2 separate regions of the Triticum aestivum genome follow, and region 2 is linked to region 1. Evidence: chromatin contacts called from public Hi-C data. All regions are on one chromosome and are shown on one strand. The core of a region is the stretch at or near the end of the contact, and the rest is flanking DNA. Distances in the headings are between cores, read along the strand shown.

What was found. A called contact is a pair of places that touch in the nucleus more often than the background predicts.
Region 2: a Hi-C map of leaf shows a contact between it and region 1, with 4 times the contacts expected there. The contact joins the enhancer-like site here to the promoter of LOC123044400 in region 1. A contact is called at or near these places in 3 of 5 Hi-C or Micro-C datasets (all in leaf).

The regions. Positions count from the first base shown.
Region 1 is chr2B:209,558,231-209,563,531 of IWGSC CS RefSeq v2.1, forward strand. It overlaps LOC123044400 (putative MO25-like protein At5g47540), which reads right to left and starts at 2,467. Exons shown (of 11, transcript XM_044467131.1): 1 at 1,991-2,467; 2 at 1-119. The coding sequence starts at 2,119.
Region 2 is chr2B:210,235,530-210,240,830 of IWGSC CS RefSeq v2.1, forward strand. It overlaps LOC123044402 (U-box domain-containing protein 4), which reads right to left. Exons shown (of 2, transcript XM_044467133.1): 2 at 4,063-4,635. The coding sequence ends at 4,540. Among protein-coding and RNA genes, the nearest start is that of LOC123044402, 4.2 kb to the right of the region's middle. Within about 2 kb of position 3,307, at least 5 of the 8 cell types and tissues checked have an H3K27ac peak or open chromatin away from gene starts, as enhancers often do. A contact at or near this core is called in leaf, where this site is marked.

The DNA of each region.
Region 1 (5,301 bases), core at 1,217-3,716:
GTGTTCTCTCTGAAGAATTCTTGGGTCAATTGCACGCAAGCTTCAGTGACAGGCTCATGTTCGCCGTTGCCATACAGAATGCACTTCAAATCCCTTATATTTTTGCTTAATTCTGCCATCTGCGTAAACATAATGTAAGCTGCAGTTAGTATACAGGAACATATCATTTGAGTCGAGAAGTATTATTGTCAGAACAATTTGAGAAAAAGACCAAAATTCCGCGCTAATGCATAAAATCAGAGCAATCAAATGGCCATGTGCCAACACCATATTCAAAATAGTATCTTTAAAAGGCTATCACTAATATTACTCTAAGAAGACATTCATTGCTCAAGTATAGATTTTTATGCTGAGTTGCCATATGCGGCTTCGCAGGCCACATATAGCAATCTGTAATGCAGAGCATAATAAACAAGTTCAGACATAGTTCAGGGTCGTTACGCCTTTGCAATTATTCCACCGTGATGCTGACCCGAAGGAGAGTTACTTAAGTTCAGATAGTTTAGTTATTGCAGATCAATAATTTCATAGTTTGCCCTAATATGTGCACACGGTCAGCAACTCACTAGAGAAGTCTCACGGGCATGGGGTCATGTATGTTGGGCTGCACGGTTTCGCAGCAATTGGGCTCAAGAGCTAGCTTGCAAACCAATGTACATCAGCTACAACAGCATAGAAGGGAAGCTGTGTGGAGGGAGACAGTTGATGAAACAGAACTGGCTCTAGCCTGTCTCCATGACTTCTTTCTGACCTCCGATCTATGTGCCACCACTGATCCCACTTTCACTATCCAAGTATAATCTTAATTGTATGATCGCTGTGCAGCCCCTCATTTCCTAGATCCCTCCCCCTTTGCTGTTGGGATGTGGCGCCTATGGAATGCCCACGACACCGTGTGGAGGTTCCTTGTACCATGTCATGCAGAGAGCTGCTGCCATGTCAATCTTTGTAGTCACCAGAGCCTCCGACCACTCTGCTCGCCCTGCTCTGCTGAGTGGCATGACCACTACATGACCCATAATTTAGCGGAAAAGCCAACTGGCGACCGTTCGCCAGGAGAGCATGGCATCTCAAACATTTTTCGTGGCAGTTTTAGTTGTATCGAGGGTGGCAGTTTCTTCAGAACAACATGGCATTTTCTGGGAGGATAGCAGTTTTGAGCCTTCATTCCAGAAAATGCCCTGCTGTTCTTAAGAAACTGCCAAGCCGGACCAACTAAAAATGTCGTCAAAATGTTCGCAAATGCCACCCCTCCAAGCGAACGGTCGCCAGATAAGAGGGTCCAAATTTAGAAGCTTGGCGTTCACTCTAGCTGCACAATCCTGCTTCCTACGTTGGATGTATGCTAACAAAAAGCGTACATCGAATTATGAATTTATGATGGCAAGCAAGCCATTGATAATCTATCACATGCCCATCTGCAACATTATCGTAATTGACTTAAAGCTCATATACCAAAATTGTAAGCATACATTGAATTTATGGATGACGAGTAAACCGCCTACCATCTATCACATGTCCCATCTAAAATATTATCGTAATTGACTAGCAGCTCATATACCAAAATTGTAAGCATACATTGAATTTGTGAATGACGAGTAAACGCCTACCATCTATCACATGGCCCATCTGCAACATTATCATAATTAAGTAACTTAGTTATGCTCAGATACCAAAAAACGTATCTTCCTGCAGCCCCTTTTTATATGCTACAGTCATGTAATCATCATAGATTACAATGAAGTAAGCTAGTTAATTCCTACAACGGCCTAAATAGCAGCAAATTGAGCAGCGACGAATAATACATAGCGCTCACGCAAGCAGCAACGTTCTACCCGCTGTAACGCTCATAGAAATAAGAGTGCGGAGGCACAAATCAGGCCAAACCAAGCAAGGGATAAAACGTTTCCACTCTCATGCGCGATCCGAGCCAAATCGGTGGGCAGGGACGGGGGATCGAAACAGGGAGGCCGGCCGGATTCGATCTCACCTTCTCCTCCTCTCGCTTGGGGTCGGCGCCGCGTGAGCCAGCGTGGAGGTCGACGTAGATGAGGAGCTCGCGCGTCTGCCGCACGACGTCGGCCGGCGTCCGCGGCTTCGACTTGAAGAGGCCCTTCATCTTGGCGCCGTCGTCCGATGCCGATGCGGCGGTCGCGCGCGGCGGCGAGGGCAAGGGCGAGGCCGCGGGCCTTCTACGCCCGGCCGACCCGAACGAGAAGCAGCCGCGGAACAGCGCCACGACTACCTCGCGATGCCCCTCCTAGGGCGCCCGCCTCCTCCTCCGCTAGGGTACGGACACGATCCGATGGGACGCGGCGGGGAGGCTAGGTTCTGCCGTCGAGAGGATGCCGGGCTCGCGATGGACTCGTCGCGCGGGGCGGTGTTGGCCAGGAGGGCCGAGATCGGAGATCCCTCTATGGCTCTATCCACCGGGTACGGGCGATGCGGGGGGGTCGGTTGGGGCCCGGGGGGCGGTGGTTTGTTTCTCGACGCTTCTTTGCCCCGTCCGCTCCTCGCTGCCTCGTTTTCTCCTCCGCTTTTTTCTCTTCCGGGCCTGCAGAAAATTGGGTGATCAACTTTGGACTCCGTGATCTTGCCGAACTTTTCGCCTAGGTGAGCCGCACGCGGTATGCTTTAAAATCCAATCCAAAACTTCTTTTCAAATCATACGAACGTATTTGAATCGAGTCTATACCAGCCTTCATCAAATTTGATAATGCAATAATTCTGATGGCATGTGTACATTTCACATCACTATAGCCCTTTTTTCCTCCCTGCACGGGTGAACCCCGCATGGACCCCATGAAATTTGATGAGTAACGTCGTCTACATTGCTACACCATAGGAGCAACTCACAGCGGATGAAAATAAATCGTCCTTAAACATCAGAAAAAGGTTGAAGCAAAGAAGTCTGTACAAATGAAGTGCAGAGTGCTAACTACTTAACGCACTCGTCATTCAACACGCCTAGAAGATACATAAGATACATGTTCCCAATTCATACACCAAAAATTGTCTGGTATTTATGTCACGGTATCATTTTTACGAGATAAAACTAGTCTAACCGCCAGTTGCAAGGGAACAAATTTTGTCTAACCGCCAGGCAATTTTATGTCACGATACAACATTTGTGTCTTTTACTCTATGGTAGTACAATTGCACATTATACGGTAAATTTGCCTTTTAACACGACTCCTTCAAAAGCATGCCATAATTTTTGGTACATGGTTGTGTAGAGAATATAAATCTCTTTGGTCACTAATTCATGTCAGTGTGGTTACAATTTTTTGTTTTGTTTGATTGTTCGGCATCAAGACAGTTGTCGAGTGATGCAAACTATGGTACTTTTCTTCGGTCCATGCACACCAATTGAGGCAAGATTGGAGGCATGTGTTGCTTTGAATATCATGTTTGGAGAAATCACAGATAAGTACATTGCGGTCAACATCTAGTGGGAAAAGGTAATAAGAAGACTTAATGGATGGAAGGAAAAGATTTTGTCTTTTGAGAAAAAGAGGCAAGTTCTATTAAAATGTGCAAGCAATACCATCTTATGCAATGTCACACTTCAAGATAGCTAAACATATTTGCAATGGGATAACATCAGTTGTGTCCCCGTGCTGGTGGTGAGATGAAGATAGGCAAAAGGATATGCATTGTTTCAGTATGTATCCCATATAAGCGAATATGGGATTCCGAGATGTTCATTATTTCAGTCTGTCAATATTATCTAGACAATGTTGGCGACTATTGGGAGTACCCAATTCTTAGTGTTCCATTTTAAGACCCAAGTATTTTTGTTTTGGTTGGTTTTCTCAATAATGAGTAAACTTGGGTGCTTCTATATGTGGCACAGTCTTTGGGTAGGCATATAGATGAATACACGAGGACATGTTTGGCATGTAGGTGATGGAACACACGTGGACATTTGGAATGATTCATGGGTGCCAACCCGACAAGGAAAGTGTTGATGACAAGAGAAAAGATTGTTCTCACTAAGGTTATAGAGCTAACCCATGAAAAAAGGGAGCGGGGTTAGGAGCTCATCCAGGACATCTGTTGGTCCATCCATGCACAACATATTTAGAATAGAGTTAAATACACTGAAGGTCCTAGAAGTTTCTAGGCAGTGTCACTTTAGTCCTACTTCTTTCAAAATGAACCTCTAGGTCATAATTCTATAGTAAGTGGTTCACCTGAGGTCCTTTTTTGCATTAACGCTCACTGACATGCTCACGTGGCGTGTTGATCCATGCCACGTCGACTAAGGGGTCGTTGTGGTTGCTCTTTTCTACAGAAAGCCCTTTGAAAACCCCATCTTCACATTCCCCAGTCCCTATTGAATTCCTCTCTCTCTCTCTTGTGACCAGACCAAATCATCGCCATGGCTGGGACAACAAGCTCCTGGGGGGAAGCAGGTGAGGAAGAGGAGCATCGCAACATCATTGTCGGTGCTGCCTCTGTCGCCTCCTCTGCAAGATCCTCCTTCGTCGGGGTATGTTGCCGCTAGTGGTGTGTTCTTTCTGCAAGATTCATACCACCATTAGGCTTTAGTCGAAATCAAGTGCAAACCATGGACTGGTGTTCTACAAGTGACCCAATCATCGCGTAAGAATCAAGAGTTTGACAATGTTAAGTTTTTCCAATTTCGTCCATTCCGTCTCATTTCTTATTTGTTCAACTTCGTTCGGATAGGACCGACTCCAAGCCAGCAGAGTACGTAGATGAGCTATAGTAAGATGGAGGAGAATCACCCATCTTCACGGAAGCCCACTCAGATTACCCTCTAGATCGACTATCGTCTTCTTGTGAAGGACCGCTAATGAGAGGGAAATAGATTGGGAGGTTTTTTCTGCAATGTTCGTCGTATGATAGTGGCCCCAAAGTTGATTTGGCGTGGGTCAATGCACCACACGAGCAATTCAGTGAGCTCGTGCAAAAAAAGACCTCGGATGAACCACTTACTATAACATTAGGACCTAAATGTGCATTTTGAAAGAAGTGGGACTAAAGTGACATTCCACGGAAACTTTTAGGACCTCTAGTGTATTTAACTCTTTAGAATATACATCTAGCTATTGGCGTGATGGGAGATTTTGGTTCCTAGCACTTGAAAGGACGTGGATGTCGCCTAGAGGGTGAGTAGGAGGTTTAAAGACAATTATGATTTAAGCTTGAACAAATGCAGAATAAAACTAGTGTTTAATTGCCTAGCACAAAACCTAAATATACAAGACTTAACTATGTGAACCAACAACTTATGTTAGGCAAGATAGACAACTATGTGATAGCAAGATATAT
Region 2 (5,301 bases), core at 2,057-4,556, 680 kb after region 1:
CGGTCGGTCCCACCGAGTTTGCCCGGCCAACTCTCTAGTTGCCTACTACTGAAATCGGTCCCACCGAGTTCATGTGATCGGTCTTACCGAGATCAAGTTATGCCCTAACCCTAGCACATCGGTCCCACCGATTTGATGTTGTCGGTCCCATCGAAAAGCCTAACATTCACATTTTGAACTGAATCGGTCTGACCGAGTTTCACTATTCGGTCTCACCGAGATTGGGAATTTGTGTGTAATGGTTAGATTTTGTGTGGAGGCTATATATACCCCTCCACCCATTCTCCATTCGTGGAGAGAGCTATCAGAACGTGCGTACACTTCCACTACTCATTTTCTAAGAGAGAATCACCTACTCATGTGTTGAGACCAAGACATTCTAATCCAACCACAAGAATCTTGATCTCTAGCCTTCCCCAAGTTGCTTTCCACTCAAATCATCTTTCCACCATGTCCAAATCTGTGAGAGAGAGTCGAGTGTTGGGAAGACTATCATTTGAAGCACAATAGCAAGGAGTTCATCATCAACACACCATCTATTACCTTTTGGAGAGTGGTGTCTCCTAGATTGGTTAGGTGCCACTTGGGAGCTTCCGTCAAGATTGTGGAGTTGAACCAAGGAGTTTGTAAGGGCAAGGAGATCGCCTACTTCATGAAGATCTACCCAAGTGAGGCAAGTCCTTCGTGGGCAATGGCCATGGTGGGATAGACAAGGTTGCTTATTCGTGGACCCTTCGTGGGTGGAGCCCCTCGTGGACTCACGCAGCCATTACCCTTCGTGGGTTGAAGTCTTCATCAACGTGGATGTACGATAGCACCACCTATCGGAACCACGCCAAAAATCTCCGTGTCTACATTGCGTTTGCTCCCTCCAAACTCCTCCTATTTACCTTCATATGCAATGATTTACATTCCGCTGCTATAATCTTAGAATTGCATGTGTAGGTTGTTTGCTTGACTAGTGCTAAATTGCTAAAATATGCCAAGACTTAAAATTGGGAAAAGGCTAGATTTTTATTTGGTCAAGTAGTCCAATTACCCCCCCCCCCCTCCCTCTAAACATACTTTCGATCTTACACTATCGCCCTAAGCAAAGACATGGCCGATAAATAATTATCGCCCTTAGCATAAATCATGGCCGATACATAATTATCGCCATGAGAAATACAAATGGTCGATGGAGTGTTGACATCGTCCTTAGAACAAACAGATGCAAACTATTTTTCAGCATTCAAGCTTTGCCGAAAAACATGGGGGCATGTGTTGACACTAGATTTTGGCATGGTACGAAATGCAGTTAAGATGATCTCAAATCGAGAAGCGATCTACATGAAAAAGTTCGGTATTGTCGACACGAACATCTTTGAAGTTTGGTCGATCGGCATCGGATCTCATCTCGAAGGCCGAAGTGGTGCTCGAAATACTGAGATTTTGTATCCAGAGCACTGTTTGGCCGATTACGCGGCCTCAAATGAGAAATCTTTGTACACGAATTGTCTTCGTTCGTCAAAACGGTCGGTTTGGATATAAAAGTCATCTTAATTTGAGATCGTATGTAAAAATTAGAGCCATTTAAATACGGCCCTATCACGAGGAAAAACTTGCTCGCCCCATCAGACATGGTGTCTGATGGGTGGCGCAAATGACAGTCCGTTTTGCGCGAGCGATTCGGTCCTGAAGATGGCCTCGAATCAAAAAAATGTTCAACATGGAAGTTGTTCGTCTCGTTGAAAAGGTTAAATTTGCTTCTTACAAGATTTTGATCTGAGGTTGTTCACTACCCCAAAAATGAACCACAAAGTGCAGTCAATTTTTAGACCGAACAGTTTTGGAAAGTTCAGATTAAGCAGTCCGAATGGAACCCAAATTAGGGTTTTGGACGTGAATTATAACTTTTCCTTGCATGGGAAGTCCAGCCGCCTCTTATATACATGAGGGGTGACCCGATTGAAACACAACACACAATCGTAAAACCCATCTACAAAGTTTCATCTCCTACCCTAGTTTTCTGCTTCTCGTTCATCGGAGTTATTCACTTCGAAGAGCTTCGATCTACGAAGTCATAGGGGCGGGCGAATCGACCTAGGGCAGCCCATCACCGCCGTGCGTCCAGACAGGGTCTCTCCCGGTCGCGTGGGGTTTCGGATCTTCAAAAGAGCTCGCCGGATTGTCTTGCGTATCGCGCTTCCGGTGAGCCTCCTTCGGCGACGTGTCTTGCGTATCGCGCTCGACGCCGAGGGTACGGTGACGTGTTCGTGTGCGAACAGCAACCAGCGAAATGGAGTGATCCGTGCATTCAACAGGGGTTCGATTAGTGGGCGGAAGACTGGTAGGTAAGGAGGTCCCGGACGTACGAGATCTATGGTCCCTGTGAAAACGCTTGACCCCAGAGAAGAAGTGCGGTAGTACAAGGCAACTGCACCTCCTCGCGTCCGCACATGGCCGGCCGATGCCGTTACGTACGGAGCAGCATGGGGGCATCTCCATGCGTGGTGGGACATCATCATTCATTCATCAATCGCTTCGGCCATCACCACATGAAAACAAAGAAGAGTTTGGCGGTTCAGGCGCTGCGCGTCCACGGCGTCCGCAACCGCGCCGAACAATATCTCCGTCGGCCCAGCCCCCCGCCACGGCGTCTCTCTCTGTCTTTCTTCAGGTTTCGTGCAGCAATTGGGCGTCGGCACAGCGCCTGTCACGCGACGACGAGGACACGAGCTGCCGAACGAGCGAGTCCGCGTGAGTGTGTTGGGTCGGAAAAGAAGAGCGAGCGGGTGTTCTATTTACAGAAGATCACAGGATGAATGAGCGCCAGGTAGGTAACGCCGGCTGCATATTTTATGGCCGGCGGCCGGCTGACTGACGCGGATGCGCGACCCTTGTTGGCGAGCCGTCGGCGGCACCTCCAATTTGGAATGTATTCAGGCATTTTCTATGTGCTGTGCTGACTGACCACACGGGCCATCCGACCAATTATGCGTTTCGTAGCAGCAGCGGTTTGCGAGAGGGCTTGCTCACGCTGTTTCTTCTGACTCCAGCACAAAACCACAAGTGGTAGTTGCGCCTCTGAAAACTCCAAGCTATGGACGTAAGCTGTTCCGGCTCAAAAAACAGAGATAAAAGACCCACGAAACCAGGGTCAAAACATGGCCTGCCACTGGGTTGGTAAATATGAACACACATTTCCACCGCAAAAGGCGAGCGATCAAGCAGATAGAATCAGCGTCCCTGTCACGTCCCAGTAAGCAACAGCTATAAACAACAGCAACACGAGGAGCTCGTCAGCTCTGGAGACCGGAGGACGCAGGCCAACAGCGTCAAACTGTGCTGCGTCCACGGAACTTCGCCATCCCGATCCGTTAGGCGGGTCGTACTCCGACGCTAAATCAATGTAGCGCCCATGCTCACGGGACCAAATTTCTTCTTAGAAAACACACAGCGCCAATCATCTTTCGAGGAACAGGCGGCAACTCAGACACGGGTCACTCGGCCAGCTAGCCAAGACAGCGACCCGAGATTATGATAGCTGTGCGACGTACCGCCGGTCTGGAGCTTGTCCTCGGAGCCGAAACCTATCACCAGCATTGCACGAACCCTTGCTGCCAAGGTTCGGCTGGCATTCCTGATCTTTGGTTCATGTGTTGCATCAGGAACCAGTAGTCGAGACAGCCTATGTCGATCGGCCACAAAGGGGGGCCCACTAGTTATGACAGCCAGACAGCTTAATGTTGAATGAATTCTTGAGTGCAACCATGGTATACCACACTGGCATGCATTGGTTCACGATTGCTGTGTTAGTGATCATGACCACACCGCAGCTATTGCAGTGACCCAGTCACTGGGAGCAGCAGCTTCCATATGGGTTACATCAGGTAAACACTCCCTCTGTAAACTAATATAAGAAATTTTAGATCAGTGATTTAAAAACGTCTTATATTAGTTTACATAGGTCGTAGTAAGTGTTAAATGGTGTGAGTGCCTGAGCTACAAAACGGTAGAAACGGACCAACTGGAGCAGGAGAAACCGGGAAACATTTTGGCGAAACAAGTCACGCTAGATCATAAAACGGAACAAGGGGGATTTGGACTCCAAACATCAAGTAAAAAAAGACATGGTTTGGCTATCCAACATTCCCCTATAACCTCGCAAAGCCAAGCCGGCATTACCATATTACCACCCTAACATACATCCTGTACACAGCTACAACTCGACACCACACATAACTGAGCAGCAATCCATGTCCTCTCCTAAGATAACCTGGATGCTCCTCCCAACTGATGTTAGTGACCAGCCATCTAAACTTCCATCACTCGCAGTCGCAGACCACATATGTATATTCACAGAACCGAGCCAAAAGCCGGCCGTTATTTACACATGATCATCGCGCCCCATCCGTATAGGGCTGCTCTGTTCTCGACGCCCGAATCAAGAACAGAGACGACGAGGTGAAAGACAAACCAAGCATACTTTCTGCATTTCACCATATCAGTGCTGCATTTACCTAGCCAAGCTCGTGACTGCGTCGCATGACCAAAGAGTCACCGAGCCATACTCGTAGCTGCGCCGCCTGGTCCGGCTCGGCAGCCACCGCCCCCTTGTCGCTGTTCACGCAAGTAACCTAGCAAAGTCTCGGCCTGCAAATCACACAACTGAACATATAAGTGGCTTGGAACTCAGGAACGATTTTCAGCTTGAGCTAAATTAAATACAAGGCAGGCATGGAGTGAGATCCCTCTTTTTGTCAGACTAGTTCATGACAAAGTAGACAGACTCTAGTGGCAAAGTTTAAGTTTCAGTGGGAGATTTCAGTGGGAAATCTCAAGCACATGGTTTCGCACGGAATTTTAAGTTTCCTCGTTTTCTAGTGACACCGAGCATCGTTTACGAGCAAAAGAACTGTAGTTTTGACCTGGAGGCCTCTCTGAGCTGTAGGGGAGAGCGCACTCATCCTCCTGTACTTCCAAGGTTTAGCAGATCTTGGACTGTGGACTGTACTTAAGAAGTGTGAAATTAAACAAGTGCATATCTCGACCAAGAGAACTGAATCTACAAGTCAACACCTGCTTGATCAGTACTAACATGACGAATTACGCGTTGATTTGGGTCTTTTTGAAGACCAGGTAGAAGAAATCTACCAAAACTCAAGTACACGCACGCTGTCATTCTACCGGTCCAGAGTTAATATACTTTTCAGTACCGTCAATCGGACTTCAATCAAACTCTAACTGACGAATTCGTTGCGCACTGTTCAGTACAATGACAGTCGCATCAAAAGCTCAAACCTTAGACTGACAAGTTAA